Linked DNA regions of Gossypium hirsutum: regions 1 and 3 are each linked to region 2. The links are chromatin contacts, called in public Hi-C maps. All regions are on one chromosome and are shown on one strand. The core of a region is the stretch at or near the end of the contact, and the rest is flanking DNA. Distances in the headings are between cores, read along the strand shown. Region 1 holds the start of LOC107919373 (CBL-interacting serine/threonine-protein kinase 9-like). Region 2 holds the start of LOC107948144 (rho GTPase-activating protein 5). Region 3 holds the start of LOC107923274.

Region 1 (3,219 bases), core at 510-3,009, 200 kb after region 2:
TTTTTAAGGGGCTGAAATTAAATTGTAATTTTTACTATAGTAAAAATATAATTTCACTATTTTTATAGCCTATATCTTTATAATTTTTAAAGAATTAAATCAAATTTTATCATTTTTTGGGGGCCAAAGTGTAATTTTACCTTTACTAATTTAAAATTTTAAAAAATTTAAAGAGTCTAAATAGAAAGTTTTCCATTTTAGGGAGATCAGGTCTACTAGCCCCCTAGTTTCGCCCCAGACCACTTCATCAAAATTTTAAAAAATCGAGTTTTGTTCAACCCTAAACATAAATTGTTTCTATCTTCAACTTTAAAATTCTTAAATAGGGACATCATCAGTTCATTTTATCATGAACCTTAATTCTCTTCAACAGAGTAACAAATTATATTAAAATATTTTACCCTTTGAGAGACTTGAATCCCCAGAAGGTTTCCAGTAAATATTTTGAATAGAAATTTTAAAATATAAGAGAAGAGATGAAGAATTGGTGTCAATGGGAGCAGTACAGATGAAAGGAATCAGCTGGGTCTCAAACCTTAATATTTGTTCTAACTTTCCTGCTAGTTAAAGAGGGGGAGTCAATGAGAAACAGGAAGAAACGGTACCTTTTCTCTTTACTACATTATTTAATTCAAATAAAATATTTTTAAATAATATATATTTCTAAAAATAATTTCTTCAAATTTGTGTTCTGAAAATTTTAAAAATGTTATTGTGTGAACAATTTTTTGTTCAACTAAAAACATTCACATTTGCATACTTCAGATAAAAAAATTTAAGTATTTGAGAAAAATAATTATTAAATTGGGAATTAAGTCAAAATAATATTTCAAATTGGATAAAAATGGAAAAATATTAATTTTTCTCAATTTAGAATTATAAATAAATAAAATACTTTTTAGAGTAAACCATAACAATAGTCACTTTTGTTTGCCTCAAATTACATTTTAATTATTTATGTTTGAAATATTATGTTTTAGTCATTTACGTTATCATTTTGTTATGAAGTAGTCATTCCATTGTTAGGCTCTATTACTTCCCTAACGGCAATCCTACATGGCAGCCCAAATGAGTTTTAAATACCAACTTGGATAAGAATAATTTTTTCAGTCAAAATAGAAAAGAAAACTAAAAGAAAAAAGAGACGAACGATTTTTCTTTTTCAGTTCAAGGTGTAATTAATTTAAATTTTTTAATTAATTAAATTTATTTAATTAAAAATCTATTCTCATCTCACTTGGAGTTGATACTTAAAATTCATTTAGACTACCATGTAATATCGTCGTTAGGGAGGTAATGAAACTTAACGATAGAATGACTATTTTGTAACAAAATAATAATATAAGTAATTAAAATATAACATTTCAAATATAAATAACTAATATATGATCCGAAAAAAAGAGAGAGTATTTTTTATAGTTTATTCTACTTTTTAAAATATGGAAAACGAGACAAGTAATAAAGCAAAAAAATAAATCCACTCCAACACGAAACTCGTTAACCCACGTGTTTTGTTTCCTTTTAAAGAAAGAAATGATGGGAGGGGATAATTGTCTTTTGCCCCATTCTACGTAAATTCGTTAAATTTAATAGACAAGATCAGAAGGGTTAAGTTAGTAAATTCAAAAAGGCAGCCACGGAAGGAACAACTATGTTTCCGGATCCACGTCATTATCCTCTGGGCCCCACATTTCCCGCTCACCAATATAATCCCTCTAATGCCTCGATATCTATAATTCCATGCTTCCCTTCAAATCATTCCTGCCACTCCTTCGCCGTTGCCTCCGCCGTTTTCTTCCCCCTCACCACCACATTTCCGCTCTTTTTCTCTCTCTCGTCAATTCTCCCCACGCCAAAGAACCCCCCTAAAAAAGGGGAAATCTGTACGGATTGTTTAAGGCAGGACAATGAGCACGAAGAAGAGTAGTAATAATACCGCGGGGCAGGTACGGACGATGAGGACACGTGTGGGGAAGTACGAACTGGGAAGAACGTTGGGTGAGTGGAGCTCTGCGAAGGTTAAATTCGCTAAAAATGTGGAGATCGGCGAGTGTGTCGCCATTAAAATCCTAGACCGTGAACAAGTCCTCCGTCGCCGGATTGTCGAACAGGTAAAAATATAATCTTTGCATGTATATGGAAAACCACATAGATGTTTGCCGGTCGTCAATAAAATGTGGGTCTTACGTCTACTCATTTCAAAAAGTTGGACCATTGCTATGATCCTCCACGTAAAATGCATGGACCAGTGACTTTTTATTTGGATTTAATATAATTTTTAGCCCCTTTGCAATTAGGTCCTAATTGGTTCCTATATAGTTTTTGGTTTATTTTGATGCTTGAACTTAAAAATGATGATATAACACATCATTTAGGTGATAATGTGGTCTAACTTAGAGTGTCATGTCATTAAATTTTAGTTGAATTCGAATTTAAGGATAAAAATGAACTTAATTATAAGTTTAGGTAATAAAATGGAAAAAAAGTACAAATACTAATATGGACTTGCTTACTAAGTCTAAAGGGTCAAAATTTATATTAACCCTTTGTTAATTGATATAAGAATATGTGTTGATATTTATAATTAAATTATAAATTTTTAAAGATTAAAAGTATAATTTTATTTTATATCTTTTTTAAGTTAAATAAAATTTTTATATTTTTGGGTTTAAAGTTCAAACTTCTATTCATAATTAATGAGCGGCTAAATAGTAATTTTTTATTTCAGAGAAATCAAGGTATTTTGGAGGGATTAAAGCTCTTACTTGACCTGTCATATTGAATTATGAGTAAATTTAAAACCGAATCGAATTAGAGAATATCCTAAACAAAAATAAGCTTTCCCAAAACTATTTGATCTATTTACGAAATACAAATCTAAAATTTTGATTCTTTTAAGATAATCTTGGGAATAAAATTAATCCCATATTTTATTGCATTCAAGATGTTTTATTTTCCTTTTTGCTTGAATGGGTGCTTTTATTTGGAACAGATAAAAAGGGAAATATCAATAATGAAGCTCATCAAGCATCCCAATGTAATCAAAATATACGAGGTAAATAATCTTAATCCCTAGAACATAGATGTAAGATTATTACTGATAAGATTATATTATATTATTTTAATTTTTATTGTTTAAATCCATAGGTTACGGCAAGCAAGACAAAGATTTATATAGTGATCGAATATATTGATGGTGGAGAGCTTTTTGACAAAATT
Region 2 (3,707 bases), core at 295-2,794:
ATACCTGTGCATGCAAATTGCAAACTGCAAATGCAACAGTAGACATGTGAAGTGTAAAAAGCATTCCACTTTCCAGTTCAGACAAGATTAGGGATGTGGGACCAGGAACCGTCGGATCAACATCAGGCGGTGGGACTATATCTGCATGGTAGGTGTTCATTGTTCACGTGTCTCGTCGTATTTGCCGCTGCATGGTCATGGTGTATTTAATTAACCGGTAGCTACCCTTTCCATGTCTGCCTTTTACCTCCCTTGCTTTCACAAAACTTGGTTCTTAAAAGTACAAAACTCTTTACCATGTCTATCTGTTCAGAACTATTTAACAGGCTTTTCCATCCACTTTTATATTAAAAGATTGGTAAAAGTGCTATAGAATTCCTCTATTAGTTGTTTAGATTACAATTTGTGTTCCTGTATTTAAAAAACGGTAGATTAAAAAGTAATTTGGTCAATTCTATTGAAATTTCAATCTATTTCTGTTGTTAACAATTGACATGGCTGACGGAATATAACCAAACAATTACAAGTGGCATGCTTAGTGTACCTCATTCTAATGTATAGGGATCAAATTTTAAAATTATAAATAGATGAAATTTTTAACAGAAGGATCCGTTTGCTTTTTAATTTAACGTATAGGAGCTAATTTGCTCTTTTTTTAGTAAAAGGAAAAAAATATAATCTGACTTATAGTATAAGGGCCTCCATTGCACTTTTACCTATTTTGTTTGATCAAAGCTAGATACTTTTTAAGTAAAGTATTGAATTTAAGTTTTAGGAATGAAGAAAATAGCAGTGGAACAAATTTGGTCCCCAAATCTAATTTGATTTAACTTTGAATTCAAAGGTTTTATGTAACTATGGGACATTGAAGGTGTCGTATAAAAGAAAGGTTAAATTTTGCTATCACTCACTTTATTTTATAAAAAATTGTAGATTTAGTTCTTATACTTTTTAAATTAGTCAATTTTAGTCCTTATATTTTTAAAATTTTGAAATTTTAGTCATCACCCAAATAATAAGAATTAAATTTATTTGGTTAAATTCAATTACTAGTCTAGCACTATGCGTACAATTGTAGATTAGTCTATATTCTCCAATTGTACAATTCTAAGTCTCTATACTTTTCGAAATTTACAATTTCAATCTTGATACAAATGATGGTCATTAATCCATTAACTGGATTTTTAGTGAATAATGAGGAAATAACAAGTTGACATGGTATTACACATATGATAATATATTTGCCACATCAAATTTTAAAAATAATAGAATATAACATAATGGATTTAATAGTTATTCTTTTGGTGAGGACTGAAACTTTAAAATTTAAAAAGTAAAAGGACTAAATTCACAATTTTTGTTAAGTTCAGAGACTAATAACATAATTTAGCCTAAAGAACAGATGTTTAATGGGACCTTATGTGTATATATTACAAAAAAGGATTTTTTTTTCAAATATATTTTTTTAATGGTACTCTTGAAACTGTCTTTCTGCAATGACAGCTTATTAGTAGGGTAGAAAGCACCCATAAAAGCTTCAGATTTGAGACAAAAAAAGAAACCTTGCCATGTGCCCATGTGACTGTACTGTGGGGGACAAGAAGTGAATATATATGTATATATATGTACACTCTAATTTAAGTTGAATTTTAATGCATTTTTATAATTAATAAGAGCTGTTATTTTCATTTTCTCATATATAATACATATTTTAACGTAAGATTTTGGATGAGAGAGAACGATGGCTGGGTTGTTTCGATCCAAATCTTGTGGACTGCTCGGACTCAGTGAGTTAAACCATGCTGCTCCGAGTCCATTCTTTCACCAAACCAAGACGAATGACGATCATGAAGAAGAAGAAGATTTTGCAGAAGATGGGATGAACCCTATTGCTACGACGCCATTGATAAGCTCGAAATCGAAATTTGGTTGTAGTCATGGAGGACGACGAGACAACAACCAATTCCCGTTTGTGGATATATTAGCAGCGTTGTTAAGGAAGTCATTAGTCACTTGCAGTGTGGACACCAACGACATATCTTCCATGGATATTAGCTTACCAACTGATGTCAAGCATGTCTCTCATGTTACTTTCGACTGCTTTAATGGCTTCCTCGGCTTACCTACTGAACTCCAACCTGATGTTCCCTCAAAGGTTCCTAGTGCCAGGTTTGTTTCTTCAAAGCCTTGGATCCATGAAAGTTCTGGTTATGGATTCTAAGAACTCAATTGATCTGTTTCTGTTTATTGCATGTTTACAGTGCAAGTGTTTTTGGGGTTTCTCCTAAGTCAATGCAGTGTTCTTATGATGATAAAGGGAATAGTTTGCCAACAATTCTTCTTATGATGCAGAGTTGTTTTTATGATGAAGGAGGTCTTAAGGTAAGAGTCTTAGCCTATGTTGGTTTAATGACTAAATTATGTTTTAATTGTGTTTCATTTGAAGGCAGAAGGAATATTTCGGATTAATGCCGAAAATAGTCAAGAAGAGTATGTTCGAGACAAGTTAAACAAAGGTATCTTACCGCACGGAATCGATGTCCATTGTTTAGCTGGTTTGATAAAGGTATAGATATATATAAGCATGTCTGGTTTTAAACCTTGGTGATGATTGAATTTGTGCCTTGCGATTCACGGCATATCTGGTTTCGAATTAATGTTTCGTAGGCATGGTTTAGAGAACTTCCTAGTGGAGTGCTCGATTGCCTTACACCGGAGCAGGTGATGCATTGCAACACGGAAGACGATTGCGTTGAGCTTGTGAAGTTGCTTCCTTCAACAGAAGCTGCTTTACTTGATTGGGCTATCAATTTGATGGCAGATGTTGTGGAGTATGAACAATACAACAAAATGAATGCACGCAACATCGCGATGGTTTTCGCACCGAATATGACTCAGGTACTTTTCTTTGTTGCATTTAGGGGTCTTGCTAGTTCAACTGCACCGGGGCGAGTGGCCTGGTGAAGTGAGTTCACCTTGTGTGTTTCACAGCTGCCCTGTTTCGGACAGTAATGGACGGCCTAAACATGTGGACATTGGAGTAAACATTACTGTCCCTTGGGGTAGTATAGTATTGTTGGCCTCTCATCTCGGCAGAGTGGCAGAGTGGAAGGCTAGGACCGGAGAGAATCCGCCATAACTGATTTCTCCTTATTCTGTTCTGAAACACTTAGTTTTAGGAAAAAAAACTGAATGGAGGAATATATCTACCTAATGCAGATGGCCGATCCCTTGACAGCATTGATTCACGCCGTGCAAGTGATGAACTTCCTCAAAACATTGATCTTAAAGACAATTCGAGAAAGGGATGAGTCCGCTACCAAGGACAGGTTGCTTCCATCTTGCTCAGATTGTCCTACAGGCATAACCGATACATGTGCATCTAAGGAACCTGCCACTGCTAAGTTCTTGAGGGTTGACACATTGAGTAGACTCGAAAGTGACCCCGAAGAGAAACAATGGAGCAGTCAGGATAGTAACAGAGAAGAGGAAGTTGAGTCCATTTCAGGCAACAATATACTAAATGAATGGGAAATGGGAAATGTTGAAACTGAATGTAGAAGTGGATATGATAACGGTGACCGGCTAAGTTTAAGAAAAGGTGTAAGGCGATTATGCAGGCACCCGATATTCCAGTTGAGTAAGCCGACGAAGAAGACACGGAATCTCGGGATTGTAAATACTAGAGGAAGAGGTGGAGAAGCTTG
Region 3 (3,397 bases), core at 866-3,365, 160 kb after region 2:
ACATAATTTAGTAAAATTTGTATTTAAATATTATATTTTAATTAGGTAAGATAATATAACACACTTTATATTCCATCTCGTAATTTTATATTATCATAATTCCTTGAATCATGTAATCTTGTAATAATACACTATTAAATCTATTGCAAGTTGCAACAACTAACAACAAAAACAAATAGTATTGAATTTGGATATCTTTGGCCAATTAATATTTAAATTCCAAGGAATATGATGGACCACCCGACTCATGTAAAAAGCCAGAAATGTCCTCCATTTTCTGTTACCATTAATTAAGTACTAATTAATACTTAATAAATAACTATTGTTATTATTATTTGGAGGTGTGCTTTTCAACACGTACCATCTTTTGTATTCAAAGATTCAAGAGTAAAAATAATAATAAATGAATTTGATGTAAAAAAATAAAAAAAAAATCAAATTTTCTAAAAATCGAAATCAAATTAACTTTATTTTGATAAAACCAAATCCATATTTTTGGATGGGTCCGATGAAATTGAAATGAAAAGAAATTTAAGATTTGAAGATAACATGGTATTAGGGATTAATATTTTTGGGTTTAATTTAATTTTTTGGTATTGATATAAATTCTAATTTAATTTAAGTTTTTCAATACCAAAACTTATCCTACTTCACTGCCTTCCTAAACTGTTTGGTTTAGTGTATACAAATTAATGGATAATTTAAAAAATTATTTTTTTTATTCTTGCTTTGTTGAATGACTATGAAGGCCAAGGTAAATCCCATTATTACACAATCAACCCCAAAGTTTTCCCATTCTTTTTTACATGGATAAAAATATCAAAAATTTCTTACTAAAGCAGTATCAATGACCCAATGTTGACCATCAGTTCGGATGTTGAGATGATTCATTTGCGCAAACAAATTGACTGCCCTTCTTACCCCATGGTTATCCGCGGCGGTAAAATAATCATGCCCAAAAATCACCCCACCGGGTTTCAATATCCGATACGCTCCGTTTATATCTCCCCAAGCGGATATGAAATCATGACCCGCATCTATTTCTAATAGATCCGCCATTATTCCCCATTCACATAGCTTCTCTAGACCCGATCTTGTCGAAAACGGTACGGGTAAAACCGACCCGGTTGCGTTGAAATAAACCACATTTTGCATGAACTGTTGAAGCAACATAACGTCGCCGTTTATGTCGTTAATGTATTTGAACCGGTCTCTGAAACCCGGCCATCCACGGAAATCGTCGAGGCATAGTATCTGTGTTTGGAGTCCGAGTTTCCGAGTCACGTTCACCATGTGAAGAGCTGACGCGCCTAAGAAAGTTCCCACTTCGACGATGAGTTTGGGTTTGACTCGTTTTATTAAGTGCTCGAAAACGTCACCGTTAGATCCCCAACCTCTGATTCTTTTTGGTTTTAGGATGGAACGGAGGTGGGGTGGTGGGAAATCGGTGTAAGGGGAGGAACCTTTGAAGACTCGTTGAAGAATCGTTGGGAAGACGAGATGGGGTGGGAGAGGTGAGTTGGAACAGTGAGGGGCGACTCGGAAGTTGTCGAGTTGGGTTGGTAAGCTAGCGAGTTGAAAGACAGAAGGCGGCGGAGGAAGTGGTGGTAGTGGTGCAGGAGGAGAGGAGTGAGAGAGGTAGCCCAAGGTGTAACTGAGCAAGACGATGATGACATACACGGTGGTATAAGTGAAGAACTTGGTGGTTATAAAAAGCTTGTTTCTTTGGTGGTTATGGAGGTGAACAGGGCGTTGTTGGTCTTCTCTCATGGCGGTTTCTGGTTTTTGCTTTTTCTTGCTCAGGTCTTCTAAAATCAAAACACAGAACAAGAAAGTTAAAGAAAAGGCCTTTCCTTTTCCAGCATTGGTTCCGTGCCAAATGTTTTGAGAGTGATTTTTGTGCTTCATTTTCACCATTGAAAGCTGACATCTAAAGAATATGTTAAAGAATTTTCAAGTTGATTTTGTTTTCTTCTTTGTACTTTGATTCTAATCTTAATTGTTAAGAGACATAGCATCTATAGCTCATTTTACCATGCTCGATGCGTTTGTTTTACAATCAATGAAGTTTTGCTTTTTGCTTTTTTACTAAAAGATGCATTTCTAAAGGCCGAATACAATGGATGAGATAAGCCAACAGATTTTTAGCTTCTTCAACATGAAAGGTTCCACTTTGACAACCATGACCTGGATTTACAAAGTAATTTACAAAAGCAAAACCAGGAAAAAGCAATGTAATTTTCAACTGGATCACAATTTAGATACAAGCTGCAAACTTTTATAGGTTATTACAAAATGACAGCCTCAGAGGTAGTGACCACATGCTCGTATATATCACCTCCTTTTACAACAAAACCATCGTTGTCTTAACAACCTGTTGTTTAATTCGTTGGCATGCCAACAACCTCTCAACAAGAGTTAAACTACCTAAACTGCTACATTAAAGAGCAAGTTGAAGGTTTTAATTCTACAACAGTCTATGAGATGACTACCAGAGGAATACAAATTCTATTGTAAAATAAACCTACCATCACAGTCACTTTCCCTCCTCGGCTCTGTCGCCGGTTGTGCTGCCCTGTCCATTGGCACCGGTTTCAGGGTTTTGCTTGTTTCCAGCACGTCCATCACTTGGGCCTGAAGATTGAGGGGGGCCAGCACTGCAGCCACCTCCAAGACTGGCCTCGGAATGCATGGGATGCATGCCATTATTGGGTCCTCCAGGCCTGATTCCCATTTGACCTTGCATGGCTTGCTGATGCTGTTGGTGCAGGAGATGCTGAGGGTCTTGCATTTGATGTGGGTTATTGAATTGCAATGGCACCTTTTGAGGGTACATGCCAGGTTGTTGTGCCATTGCAGCAGCCTGAGGATGTTGCATAAAATATCCTCCGGTTGGAATTGCAGGATGTGGTGCCATCTTTGATGATGGAAAATGTGTCAGGAAGCAGTGTAGCAGCGGATAGATTAGAAGAAAGAAGTTATCTTAACACTCACCTGAGGAGGCATTGTTGGCATCGATTGCGGTTGCGCATCCGCAATAGCAGCTAAATACATCAAATTTTTTTGCAGCTGAGCTTGATACCTACATCATCAAAATCTTGTATAGGTACACTGCCTAGATATTGCACATGTAAGCATATATGCATGTGCGAATGATGTATACAAAGAAAAACCAATACAATAAACTTGGTTTCCATCACGAATCCTTGATAGCACATTTGCAGAAAAACCAAGCTAATGTATACAGATGACAAATAATATAGTGATCATTAATTAGTTCTATAAATGCTCTTGATGCAAGATAAATGGCAACAAGAACCAAATCGGGTTTGGTTGGAGTGGAGATTTTACCATCCGTATATGCATTACAAGGCTCAGACATATCCGCAGAAGACTC

The links. Hi-C and Micro-C count contacts between places; a contact is called where the count stands out from the background.
Region 1: a Hi-C map of leaf shows a contact between it and region 2, with 2.6 times the contacts expected there. The contact joins the promoter of LOC107919373 here to the promoter of LOC107948144 in region 2. A contact is called at or near these places in 3 of 34 Hi-C or Micro-C datasets (all in leaf).
Region 3: a contact with region 2 is called in a Hi-C map of leaf, with 4 times the contacts expected there. The contact joins the promoter of LOC107923274 here to the promoter of LOC107948144 in region 2. A contact is called at or near these places in 2 of 34 Hi-C or Micro-C datasets (callus and leaf).

What each region holds. Positions count from the first base shown.
Region 1 is chrA12:82,336,335-82,339,553 of Gossypium_hirsutum_v2.1, forward strand. It overlaps LOC107919373 (CBL-interacting serine/threonine-protein kinase 9-like), which reads left to right and starts at 1,760. Exons shown (of 9, transcript XM_041082849.1): 1 at 1,760-2,111; 2 at 2,993-3,055; 3 at 3,148-3,219. The coding sequence starts at 1,908.
Region 2 is chrA12:82,138,294-82,142,000 of Gossypium_hirsutum_v2.1, forward strand. It overlaps LOC107948144 (rho GTPase-activating protein 5), which reads left to right and starts at 1,545. Exons shown (of 5, transcript XM_016882615.2): 1 at 1,545-2,169; 2 at 2,262-2,382; 3 at 2,447-2,566; 4 at 2,668-2,898; 5 at 3,220-3,707. The coding sequence starts at 1,742.
Region 3 is chrA12:82,297,930-82,301,326 of Gossypium_hirsutum_v2.1, forward strand. It overlaps LOC107923274, which reads right to left and starts at 2,116. Exons shown (of 1, transcript XM_016853488.2): 1 at 698-2,116. The coding sequence starts at 1,917. The coding sequence ends at 820. LOC107923287 (GRF1-interacting factor 3) reads right to left here. Exons shown (of 5, transcript XM_016853496.2): 4 at 2,995-3,082; 5 at 2,236-2,917. The coding sequence ends at 2,537.